Linked DNA regions of Cricetulus griseus: region 2 is linked to region 1. The links are chromatin contacts, called in public Hi-C maps. All regions are on one chromosome and are shown on one strand. The core of a region is the stretch at or near the end of the contact, and the rest is flanking DNA. Distances in the headings are between cores, read along the strand shown. Region 1 overlaps Tln2 (talin-2). Region 2 holds the start of Tln2 (talin-2).

Evidence for each region. A called contact is a pair of places that touch in the nucleus more often than the background predicts.
Region 2: a contact with region 1 is called in a Hi-C map of the CHO-K1 cell line, with 2.6 times the contacts expected there. The contact joins the promoter of Tln2 here to the enhancer-like site in region 1. A contact is called at or near these places in 2 of 8 Hi-C or Micro-C datasets (the CHO-K1 cell line and fibroblasts).

The regions. Positions count from the first base shown.
Region 1 is chr4:179,031,068-179,037,805 of CriGri-PICRH-1.0, reverse strand. The region is part of intron 3 of Tln2 (talin-2); the gene reads left to right. Among named protein-coding and RNA genes, the nearest start is that of Trnak-cuu, 41 kb to the right of the region's middle. Within about 2 kb of position 4,400, at least 1 of the 6 cell types and tissues checked has open chromatin away from gene starts, as enhancers often do. A contact at or near this core is called in the CHO-K1 cell line, where this site is marked.
Region 2 is chr4:179,229,734-179,236,272 of CriGri-PICRH-1.0, reverse strand. Tln2 (talin-2) reads left to right here and starts at 1,487. Exons shown (of 58, transcript XM_027411263.2): 1 at 1,487-1,634.

The sequences.
Region 1 (6,738 bases), core at 3,151-5,650:
TTTTATCTAGCTCATAACCACCTACACACACAGTGGGCTAGGACCTCCCCATAAATCATTAATTAAGCAAAGCCTGCACAGACTTGCCTACAGAGACTTAGATGGAGGCATCTTCTGAGTCAAGCTTCCCTCTTTCCAGTTTGCTTCAAACTGGCAAAACCTAACCACCACAAAGGGATTGTGTTCTAGAAAGCACCCACCTGCCTCCTGGGGAGCACTCTGAGCTCACACCCTGCTCATGCAACTTCTCTGGAAAACACTTTTTGTTACTTCTTCAGAAGTAAAACATACCTCCCCTCTATCCTCTATGCGACCCTACCATGCCTCCCATCAGCGTTCACACAAGAGAGACCTAGGCTATGGCCTTGAGAGACACATGAATGACAAAGACAGGCTGTTGGTCACAAGCACATTTATCGTTCATTCTATCCATAATAGCTCAAACTTGGGGAAGGTACATGAAAAAAATGAAAATTAGGTGCTGGGTCCATTCAAGGGAACAAGACTAGGACATAAATCAAGAAGGCTCTCCGTATATGGAACAAGGGCCAGTCTCAAAATAATTTATATGAAGTGAGCAAAGTCGGGTCCCTCTTGCCTCCCCCAACGGGGAGTATATCCTGCTCTATTTCTTGCATATAAAATTCCATAATGGGTGCCCAGAGACAGGAAGTATACCAGTAGTTGTCTGTGGAGAGTGGAGGAGAAAGTTGGGAGAAGGCATTATAAGAGCTGTAGCGAAGTTTTAGGAGTGTGTGCCTGTGTCCATTCTCTTCCCACCCAAGTGTCACATACTTACACTTTCCAAGAAGTTTCTTATATTCCCATCTTACTCTAATGCTTCAAACAAACAAACAAACAAACAAACAAAGACCACTATATAAAAAAGATGCTTCCCTAGCTACTACAGCAAAAAATTCCTCAGCCAACTCCAGCAAACATTGAGTCAATGATTGATTAGCTATGTTGTTTAATTTCTGAGCTTAGATGCGTTATTAGATGTTTTTGTCTGGAGTATGTCTGAGAGGATTTGAATTAATGACCTTTGTGATCAAGTCCTCTGTGGCAGGTAAAAGCTTTGGTAATTATCATATTGATTTTATAATTAACCATTATAGTAACGCAAGATGACATGTTTTCATAGACTTTCAATTTTGTAGCTTGGAAATCTAAATCTTGTTTTATTTTTCACTTTCTACTTTTCTCGTGCTTTCCTTCTTTGCCATTTCTCTGCTAAAAACATTGCTTTCAACATGGGAAAGGAATGCAAGGAGGCCTCTTTATTTCATATAACCCGACTTATAATGTTAAAATCATCATAACCATTGTCAGTTTTAGCTTTGCTCCTTTGAATCTTGATGGACATATTGCATTGTAACTCCCATTAAGCTTCTGTAATATTTCCCAGCCCAAATGAGTCTAGACTTTCTATTTGGGGGTTCTTTAATTTGGAATGTAAATTGGAAATGTATTTTAAAAGAATATGAGTATATATTCTCAATAATAAAAATTTCCCCAAAAATTTTTTTGAGGAATTTTCCTTGTTACCATCTTCCAAAAGTCTTTTGCTAAGTTCTCACACCCAAAATAACCCTTTTAAAACAATCTATAGTTCCTGGCAGTGGTGGTACATGCCTTTAATTCAAGCACATAGGAGGTAGTGGCAGGTGGATCTCTTTGAGTTTGAGGGCAGCCTGATCTATAGAGTAAGTTCCAGGACAGCCAGGACTACACAAAGAATCCCTGGCTCAAAAAAACAAACAACAACAAAACCCAGTATGAATAACAACAATAATAATAATAAATAGTCTTGGTCCATTGCATATTTAAATATAAAATTACTTAATAAGTATAATTGGTTTGCACAGATTGAAGGGTAAATAATCTGACCCCAGTAGGCCTAGTATTCAGTATTGGGTGCAGACCATTCATCAAACAGTGTCTTTTAATTTGCCAGATTAGTGAAGAATAGATTGAGTAATGAGATCATCTATAGGATACATACATGGCAGTAAATTGAAAAGCAGTGCATTATCAATTTTTTATAGAGCTAGAATTTAAAGAAAATATGTCTCTATTGACATTTAGATGCTGGAATGGCTATCTGCCTGGCAGAATTTAGAATCACCTGGGAGACAGGCCTCTTGGGACCTCTATGGGGCATTATCTTATTACATTAATTGAGGTTGAAGACCTGACTACTGTGGGTGGCACAATTCCTTAGCTGAGATCCTAGACTGTATAAATAGAGAAAGGGAGCGTGAGTTCATCACCTTCTGCTTCCTTATTGTTGATGCCATGGAACCAGCTGCTCCTGGCTCCTGGCTCCTGGCTCCTGGCTCCTGCTGCCTTGATTTCCCTGCAAGTGAAAAGATAAAGTGTACCTTGAACTGTGAGCAGAATACTCCCCCCACCTTTTAAAGTCGCTTTTGCCAGAGTGTTTTATCACAGCAGCAGGAAAAGAAGTGAAAACAGATGAACTTTCTTTGTACCTACTCTGTATCTACATACGTGCACAGAATAATTTAGACTCTTTAGTATCTTGTATAAGGACAAAACAGTGGTTAAACATCCTGGAACATGAGTCCATCCTTATCTCTAAATAGAATAAGCCCAAATGAAATAACCAGTCAAGAATATAACCACAATGGACAGAACTAGAAAAAAACATCCTGAGTGATGTAACCCAAAATCAGAAAGACAAATATAGTATGTACTACTCACTCATAATTGGATACCAGACATAAAACAAAATATACCCAGCCTACAATCCCCAATCCCAGAGAAGCTAGAACCCTCTTCCAGAAACAGAGGGAAGCAGATGCAGAAATCCAAAACTAATGGGCCAAGCTCCTGGAGTACAATCGAAGTAAGGGAGGAGAGATAATATGAACAAAGGAGTCAAGATCATGATGGGGAAAACCACAAAATTAGCTGATTGGGGCTAGTGAGAGATCACTGACTCAGGTCTGACAACTTGGGAACCTATATAAGACCAAACTAGACTCCCTGAATATAGGTAACAGTGGTGTGACTGGAACAATATATGAGGCCACTGGCAGTGTGTCCAGGATCTAAATCCAATGTACAAACTGACTTAGTAGAGCCCATTCTATATGGAGAGATACTTTGCTCAGCCTAGACACAGGGTTTTGAGGGTGGAGAGGTTCCTTGGTCCTGTCTGAACGAGATGAAGGGACAGACTTAGATTTCCTTATCGTAGTTTCTTGCTGAGTTCTTCCTTTCCTTCTTGACCGCATCTTTCTGATAGACATCTTGAGTCAGAGTCTATAAAAATGTTTCTAAAGTTCATTGCTTATCTTCTGTCTTAGTTTTACAGTGTTTTTACCTTAGATAAAATTTTTAAGAAATTAAGAGCTGTTTAATTAAATATTGAATTAAATTAAATATTTAAGAAATTTATCATTCTTGCTTGTGTGTGCATGATGTGTTTGCATCAACTTGCCACAGCATGCATGTCAGGGACGGGAGTTATGAAGTTGGTGCTTTCCCCACCTCTTTTAATGAGTGTGGGGATCAAACTCAGGTTGATATTTGTCATAAATGCCTTTATTCACTGAGCTATCTCACTGGCCATTTTTACTTGTGTATTGCAAAATGTCTCTGAGTTCTCTTCTTGCATTTGTTTTGCTTAGTTGTTGTTTTAAGGCAGGTTCTCACCATGTATCTCTAACTAACCTGGAATTCACTTTGTAGACCAAACTGGCCTAAAACTCACAGAGATCTGCTTGCCTCTGCCTCCCGACTGCTGGTATTGAGGACATCACCACTGTGCCTGGCTTCTGCATTGTTTTTATTTATAAAGTTCTTTCCCAGAGTCACTCAAGTCATATGTCCACATCTATGAATGTTATTCCTCCCCTAGACATTGGGCCTCTTATTTGTGTGCCCTGATCCAGAAAGAACTTGGGTTTGTTTTAACTTTATAAGTGACTTTTACTATGTGACAATCAGCTTTACACTTTTACAATGCCTTTATTCTTCCAACATATTCTCTTCTGTTGCAAATATTTCCAGATGGTCTGTAACCAATTTCTGTATCATTGCAAGTTTGTCCTTGGTTATCCTTGTTTGTGGATAATTCAACAGGGATCTTGTGTGGCACTTTTGTTATTTCATATGTACATTTCATTTTTTGTTTTGGTTGTTTTTGTTTTGTTTTGTTTTTCTTTGGTTCTTAACATCATTGTATTTCAGCTACTACTAAAAATTCCTTTGCTTTTTTATCTAGTCTGAGTTCTTTTGTTCCTCTCTCATTTTCTTAGAAAGCACTTAATATAAATTAATTTTTCAAAAAAGCAGCACAGAGCTGGAAAGATGGCTCAGCAGCTAAGAATGCTTGCTTCGTAACCACAAGGACTGGATTCCATTACTCAACATTAATAAGCTGTAGGGTGCTCATCTGTGTCCCTACTCCTTCCAAAGGGGACAGGAATAGCTTGTCTCACTGGTTTCCAGGCAAGCTGAGAAAACAGGGGCCCTAGATTCAGGTGGAGAGCAATAGAGGAAGACACCGGACACCCTCTTCTGGCCTCTGCATGCATTCACACCCACCCATACTTGTGCATACACCAGCCATATGTGTGTATACATATAGGTAAATAGACAAATACATGTTTTGAAATAAAGCAACAACACAGCTTTCTTGTTTCTGCCTGTGGCTGGTGTGATCTGTGCCATCTAGACCAGCTCTGCCGAGCAGTTGGTGTTTCCCGAATCCTAGTCTTTCTGTACGATTTTCTCACCACACCTCTAAAAAGTCACCTTTAGGGCTTTAGGTTGAATGCAGGGCTCCAGAGCACTCGGGCAGCTTGGACTGCACATTAAAAACCCTGTGCACAGCGCTATCAAGCCTGGGAGAGCTGCTTTATTTTTAGCCCATTGCTTTATGCATTTTGAGAAAATTGTCCAGCAGCTGCAGTGTCTGATCAGAACGCCTAAGCTGAGCCAGTTGGGTTTCACCACCGTTGTATGTGGGTGAGTTCAAGGTCTAGCAGCAGGTGGCCAAGGCTGACCCTAGAACTCTGTCTTGGGCACTTCCTCTTGGTGATCTTTTTCTGGGCTTTTTGGTCTGGCTAGAAAGCATTGGTGGTTTCTCTTCCTGATCTGATAAGCCTAGACACACACCTATCATTGATGAGGATTGCAAAGTTAAGAAGGAGGCTCAATTGCAATAGAAGCAGGGCAACATGCTGACTGCTCTCCCATGCCATGCCTTGGCAAGCTTGCCCTGAGCTGACCATCATACCTGCCTCAGAGACTGTCTCACATGGCTGCATTCCTGTCTCTACTCTTGGGCTGCCCAGTCAAGTGTGGTAGCTTCCACTAATCTATTTCAAGTGCCTGTGGAGGTGAATGGCTCTCCAGTGGGGGCTGCCACTCTCACATCATCTGTTATTGTTGAACTTGTAAATCAGTTGCATAAATGAGAAAGGTGCCAGTGCAGATGACAAAAAAGGAACCTTCTAACATTAAGAAGCAGGATTTCCCACAGCATGGAAAGTGCGAGACCAAGAAGAGAGTTTGTTGTGTTTAGGCGTCGTCCTTTCTGGGAAGCAGCCATGGAGGAGGCCCATTGTCTTTGCTCATTCATCCTTCAGGAGAATATAGGGTAGGATTTTGGCTTCTTGTGTCAGCCGGATAGATCCTAGCAGTCTGATGTATTGGAAAATATTTTATAGTGTTATGTTGAATATGGAACTTAGTTTAGATTTTCTCTCATGTTCCTTCATCCTACTTTATTTGGAGGGTTTGTTGTTGTGTGTTGTCATTGTTGATGTTATTGTTGGTGTGTGTGTGTATGTGTGTGTTGTGTGTTGTCATTGTTGATGTTATTGTTGGTGTGTGTGTTTGTGTGTGTGTGTGTGTGTGTGTGTGTGTGTGTGTGTGTGTGTGTGTGTATTTGTATATGGGACAATGTACCTGTATGCCCAAATGCATGTGTATACAAATGTGTGGGGGCCAGAGATCCACATTTGGATTTGTTCTTCAGGAGCCTGCTACCTTATCTTCTGAGACCTTATTTTGATAAGGCCTCACTGGTTGCTGGGACACACTGACTGGGCTAACTTGGCTGGGATCTGCATGTCTTTACCTCCCAGAACTGATATCACACTCATGCACGTAATGGTTGGCGTTTTACAGGGGTCCTATGTATTGAAGTGGGTGCCTTATGCTTGTGTGGCGAGCACTGTATCAATTGAGCTGTCTCCCAATCATCTTCTGAATGCTAATAGAAACATGTCCAATTTCACGGACTATTTTCTGGCTTAGAATGTAAGATGTTATTTTCATTCAATTCCCTTTCCATTCTGTACCTTTCCCACAGCCTTCATAGAGAAGGTTGCCCACAGATTCGTGTACCCGTTACAGGCAGCCAACAGTGCAACCCTTGTACGGCACTTAGTAGGAACTCCTGGTCAAAGGGCTTGGCTATGAAGGTTGTGAGCTGGTAGTTTGGTAAAAGGTGTGTTTTGAGGAGTTGCTGATGGAGGCTAGGGATTTGCCCTGAAACCCTGGGTGCTGACTATGTGATTCTTGCCATGACTCAGGCATAGAATGGCCTGCAGCTCCCTCCATCTCTGGAAGAACTGTGTAGAACCAGCCAAGGGAGACAAGTCTCCCATGGTCTCTTTCCTGTAAATTCATGTTGTTTGCCTGGTGATGCTCAAATCCTCTAGGCTAGGAAATACGTAGATGCTGAAAGTTGGCTTTTTT
Region 2 (6,539 bases), core at 238-2,737, 200 kb before region 1:
TTGTGGTGACCCCTGATGATATTATTTTCATTACTACTTCATAACTGTAGCCTTGCTATGGCTATCAATTGTAATGTAAATATCTGTGCTCTCTGAGGGTCTTAGGCCACCCCTGTGAAAGGGTCATTCCCCTTTGGGGTTTGAGAACTTCTGCTTTAAGACTAGGCTATTTTCACACTATGACCAGCCTTACTCAAGGTCCCAAAGAACTCTTTGCAGAGTTTCAAATTACAAAGTTTGATTCACTCTTGGGTATATAGTGATGGCAATTTCAAGCTGACAGACACTAACATTGCTGTAGTTGCTTTTGAGGAACTAAAGAAATCTGCTATCTACTTCTGGTCACTCTATATTGAGCTGGGAAAAAACCCATCCTTTTCTTTCTTTCTTTCTTTCTTTCTTTCTTTCTTTCTTTCTTTCTTTCTTTCTTCTTCTTCTTCTTTTTTTTTTTTCGAGACTGGGTTTCTCTGTGTAGCTTTGGAGTCTATCCTGGCACTCGCTCTGTAGACCAGGCTGGCCTGGAACTCACAGAGATCCGCCTGCCTCTGCCTCCCGAGTGCTGGGATTAAAGGTGTGCGCCACCAATGCCCGGCCCTCTTACTGATTTTTAAAATTACAAAAGTTAAGCAGAAAGAGAAAAACCACCCACAATTTCACCAACCACTGGGACACACGGATGAACACTTTGGTTAGTTTATTCGATCGGTCTTTTCTGAATCTCTTTATACATCATAATTTTAAAGAAAAGAGATTTTGTGATTTGACTTCCTGTCCCCTTCACACTGTTACCTTGTTACCTTCATATTTTACCCTGCCATGTCAGTATTTCTGAGATCTGTAAATACAAGGGATACATAACTGACTTTATTCCAGGGCACAGTAACAGGAGAGAGAGGGAGACGGGCGGGGGGGGGGAGAGAGACAGAGAGAGAGAGAGAGAGAGAGCAAGCCAACGGGGTGTGGTGGCGCAGGTCTTTAATCCCTGCGTTCAGAAGACAGGGTTTGAGGCCAGCCTGGTCTACATAGTGAGACACCGTCTGAAATTAAAAACCAAACCAAACCAAACCAGTGCATGCCCTTTGCTACCCATCGTTCGTTCCCTAATTTCAAGTGACCTGGCATGCGGGTTTGTGTGTCTGCCTGCTGAAGGACTCAGACTCCTGTGGGTTCCCGCCACCCGCGGGACTGGATCCAACCTGGAAACCTCCAGTACCCAGCCGGTGGTCTGGGAGAGGCGCTCGGAGGACTCAGGCCCCATCTCAGCAGACGCCTGGTCCCCAAGCCGCCTCATCCCTCCCCAGAGCGGAGCCCAGTGTCCGGGGCAGCGGGGGGTGTCCCTTGAGCCTCTTCCACCCTGGCTCCACCACATCTCCGCGCGCGCCCCCATCCCGCGCCCGGGATGCGGACACCCAGGAGCCGGGTGGCGAGCTCCGCCGCGCCGTCCCCCAGTGATGACGCGCTTCCTGCCCTCCCGGCGCTCGCGGGCCGTGCGCTCGCGCTCGCCCTCGCCCTCGGCTCCGGTTCCGCGCCCGGAGCCAGCGGCGGCGGTGGCGGCGGCGGAGGCGCAGCGGGAGCGAAGCCGGCTGCACTCGGGAGCTGGCGCTCCGCAATGAGACAGTAGCTGCATCCCCGCGGTAAGGCGCGGCGCGTGGCGCTACCCTGCTCTCCAGCCTGCATGCGCGCTGCAGGATTTCTAGTGCCTTTTCCCTCCCCTCTCCAGAAGGAATATGTGGGTGGTTTTCTTCTCGGGTTTGCATCTCGTAAGTGATGTCAATGTAGACAAACCTTGTCAAGCTTCTAGATTTCATTTCCTAGGAGGGCTTTTTTTTTCTTTTTTGCAAGAAAAGAAAAATAAATTGCAACGAATGCACCTGTCTATTGCACATGTAGGTTTCGCCGCACTTAGCCCGGGTGCCGGGCTTTGCAAATAGTCTTCCAGCCGGAGCCGGAGAGCTGATCCCTAGCCCTAGGCAGCTGATCCCCTCCTGGGCTCCTTCCTCGGGTTTCCGGTAAAGGGGTCGGAAAAGCGACCCGGTCTGCACCGTAGGGTCCCCGGGATCCTGGCTGGGGTCTCCGGCGCCGACAGAGTTGGCGGAGGGCACAGCGGCTTCATTCCAGCACTGGCTTCCCCGACTTTGCAAACAAGTCTCCAGCCCCGGCTCGCGGCGAAAGGCACCCGGGGCTGCTTCCCAGCGCCCGACTCTGAGACCTGCGGGTTACACGACTCCCCCTTTCCCTGGTCATCTCGCCACTTAGCAGCTGCTGGCCACCGACCGCTCGGGGAAAGCGCGGGGCCGAGAGCGAGGGCAGGGTTTGGATCCAGCGCGGCGGCCTCTCGTCTCTTTCCCGACCCTCTGGAACTGAGATTTCGCGCCGGCGGGGATCGGGAGGGACCTGAAGACTAGCAATTCGGGGCCCAAGAAACGACGTTCGAGGGCGCCATATTTTCAGTGGGTTTTACAGAAGCTAAGGGGGCGCCCACTTTCCGAAGCCCCCCGGGGGAGGCCGGAGCGATTGTCGCTGGGAAAGTTTGCGCGCCCGGGCGAGCTAGGAGGCGGCTGTCCCCACAAGGGCGCGCAGTCTGCAGCGTGTCGCCCAGGCCGGGTCTGGGGGGGAAGAGAGGCGCAGGGGACCGAAGCGTGCGGCTCGCGGGCGTCACGGTGCAGCGGAGTCGTAGCATTTGGGGCTGCGAGGCGCAGAGCACACGCCCCTCTTTTCCCTAGGCCACCGCCGCCAGCGCTCCGTCAGAGCCGTGCGCACCGCCGCTCCCCCGGCCCCGCGCACGTTGCAGAGCGTTTCCTTCGGCACCTCTTTCCCCCCAGCACCGAGGCTCTTGGGGGTGTTCCACCTGGCGCGGGAGCTCACTCATGGCTGGAGAGGACGCGACAAGGTTCGTAGATGGGGTGAAGGCCTGGCTTATGTGGATCAGCCTGAAGCCTCCTGTAGTCGCCTGGCTTGTGGAAGCTACTGGAGAAGGACCCCGTGGCTGTGTGCAGGGCTCTCACTGTGGCGCGGGCTGGCAGAGGAAAGGGGGGCGTTCCCCAAAGTCGGGGCTTCAGGTGACACGTGGGAAAACTTGTTTTCTTGCTGCTGGTAATGTGGCAGAGATGGAAGGAAAGGAAAGGAAGGTTAATGAAAACTAAGTCCGGATTCTTTCCAGAGGACGGGAAAGCTGTTGTAGAGGACACAATTAAAGAGAGAAGAGTAGGATAGTGTCCCGGGGAAGCGCACCCCAAAAAACACGTAATTGCGAGCACTTTGGTGCTCAACGTGACACTTTTGACTCTGAGAGCCCATGATCGAGGGAATTGACATTCTCGATGTCCTAGCTCCAGGAGGTAGTGACTTAATTAGAAGTGGTCCTGTGGGGGAATCTTTACTTTTCTACACAGATAGTGACCTCTGCTTTGTAGTGAAGGGGCAGGGCAGAGTGTGTTTGCTGACCTGTGATTGGCTGAGTGCCGGGAATGTGTTGTTAGCTTTTCTCCTTGGTGTCTTAATGAAACTGTCACAGTAGAGAGGTCGTGTCAGCTCTTGGGGTCTTCATCATTGGAAGACATTCCGGGAAGGACCGTAGAAACCTAACAGGAGTGGGGGTGGGGAGGTGGAGGAGCAGAGGTTTTCATTAGGGAGATGTGCCCCTGAGATCAGCAGTCACCCATGAACTTCATTAAGTGCCTCCAGCGTGAAAGTTACCCTTTCAGTTTACAAGGTTGTATCTTCTTTGATCTGCACCATGGGGATCTCTGTGCAGAAAATCAGGAGGAAGAGTGGATGTGACAACTGGCCTTGAGAAGGGGTGGTTGTGTGCATGAAAGAATACCTTTTGCTCTTTTATTTGAACACTACAAGAGTGGAAAAGACTGAGATAACACCTGTCCAAAATTAGAATAGCTCATGTTGGAGAGAATTAGCTGCTGAAAGCGCCCCCCTTCATTTAAATTGAAATTTATAGGCTTAGATTACAGGTGGTGCCCTGAATCCCAGACGCAGAGGGTTCTTAGTCATTGTCTACCCTGTGCCCTTGTGCCCCTTTTCATTTATGTAGGAAATGGTATGGTATTGTGAGGGTCTCAGTTTGGGGCTTTGTGTTTCAGGCTATCTCCAAGGGAGAAATAAAAATTTCCAAACTTGATTCTTTTTATAGTTGCTATTTAGCGCAGGTATAGGCTATGCGTGTTGAAAATTCACCATATTCAGATTTGTTTGTCAACTTTGTTTCCTAGAGGGCATTTTAAATTTATTTATTTTTATTTGCATGTGCCTAGCTCCAATGTACAGGGGCCAAAAGAGAGGGTTGCTTCCTATGGTAACTGGAGTTAAAGGTGGCTGTGAACCACAACATGGATGCTGGGAACCAAACCTATATCCTCTGCAAAAGCAGTGGATGCCCTTAACTGAGGAGCCAAGTCTGTATATGTGCTGCATATTTTTTCACATGCAATGCAATGAAAATTAACTTAAAAGAGCTTTAAAAAAGTTTTTAACAATTACATTTCTTTGTATATATAGCTATCTATTTTGTGTGTGTGTGTGTGGGGGGGGGTTGGTGGGTCATTGCCACAAGGCACCCTATGTAGAGGGTGGAGAAATCAATTCTTCTTCCATGAGGCTTTCTGGGATTGGATTCAGGTCATTAGGCTTTGTGGCAAGTGCCCTTTCCAGCTAGCTGTGGCATATCACCAGCCTCAAAGATGCTTTATTTTAGATCCTCTAATATTTAATTACAACTGTACTGCCTTAATATTTATTTAATTTTGTGCGCCTCTTTCAGTGGGTATTATTAACCGGGCTTTGCCGTCTCTTGTCTGGTTCTTACTATTGTAACTTCATAGCTTGATCAAAGTGCCTGATTTTTTTTTTTTTTTTTTTTTTTTTTTTTTTTTTTTTGCCCCAGTAAGATTTTGTTAACTTCAAAGGGATTAGAAAAGTGCCTTTGTGAATTGGAAAGTTGCCTATCAGTTTACCAGGCCACATGACAGGTGGTGTGTGGTGTGTGTGTGTGTGTGTGTGTGTGTGTGTGTGTGTGTGCGCGCGCGTGCATGTCATGTGGCATGCCCACTCTCTTAGGATAGTGTCTGTAACTTGTGATCTGTGACATTCTTGCTCCAGGACTTTTGAGTCAGAATATTTTCTTGGGGATTTTGGGTGGTGTTTGACTAACAGGAAGTACTAAAAACAGTTAAATCATTCAAAACAATTTTTATTAGGTACAAAAATATTTAAAGACAAGAAGAAAAATATGACAAGGAGGCCAGCATTCTAGAATTATAGCTTAACAAACCTAACTGGTACCCTTTTAATTACAGTATTTACGCATTCAGAACTTTTTAATCCTATTGCTTTTATATTTAATAACAAGGCTAGCTAAAACATAAGCCAAACACATCTATTACAAATAATGGGGATAAGTGGTGGGTTTAACCAGATGTTTTCCCTAAAGTCAAACTCTTCCAAACTTCCCTGATGCTCCCCTCCCCAACAAACAGGCAAAACTCAAAAGGTAAGGAAGTCTTGGAAGGTAAAGCAAAAGTGAAGAAGACCAGAAATATGGAGGTTGACCACCTCAGTAATCTTTGTCTTACTGGCACTTGCCATTTGTATGGCAATTGAGGGGGAGCTGAACATGTGGTCTTTAGAACCTTCCTTCACGTGTTGCTCTAAGCTCTGTTTGCAGCACATTTCACAGTGGATTTCCAGAGTCCCCCTCAGGAGCACGTGTTTGTTTTGTTCTTAACCAACAATTCCATTTCTACCTAGTGATTCTATCTACTATACTGTTCTAAGAGCCTAGAGCAACTCACAAACATTCCTGTTTCCTTTTTACTCTTCTGCCTTTGGCTTTCACAAACAGAATTCTCTGTGCCTTCCATTCATTTACACAGTAAAAGCTCTTGGGGGTTTATCTTGCTCCTCTGATAAGACAACCCTGCCCTCACCCCACACATCACATCCCTGAGGGTAGTGCTCTTGTTTTGTGTTTATCTAGTAGATAAGGTGGGGAGGAGATAAGTGTGATTAAATAGCTTACTGGAGCACAGAACTATCAAAGGTGCACAAAGGAAGAACCAGCAGCTCCCACAAGAGAAGCAGATGAGGGCTGGAGAGGCTCCAAGGTTAAGAGCTTTTGGTGCTTTTTCACAGAACCCAGGTTCTGTTCCCAGCACCCATGTGGCATCTCATTAATTACTATAAGTAATTCCATTTCCAGTGGATCTGATTCCTTCTGACCTCTGCAGGCGCCAGGTATGCACATATAAACACAATGGCAGAAACAAACAAACAAAAACCCACAAAACCCATTCATACACATATAATAAAAATTAAAACAAAACAAAACAGAGACTCACTTTTTTTTTGTTTGTTTGTTTGTTTGTTTTAGGAGAGAAGACCTGATTCTTGTTCTCATTCCTCTGTATCCAGGTCAGGTTCCTGAACACCTTCAACCTCCTTGACCCTTGACCTTTATCTCACTTTGCTGAGTAACCCACCCTTGATTAGACTTGCCCTCTGCTTTGCTTTCACTGCCCTAGCCTCTG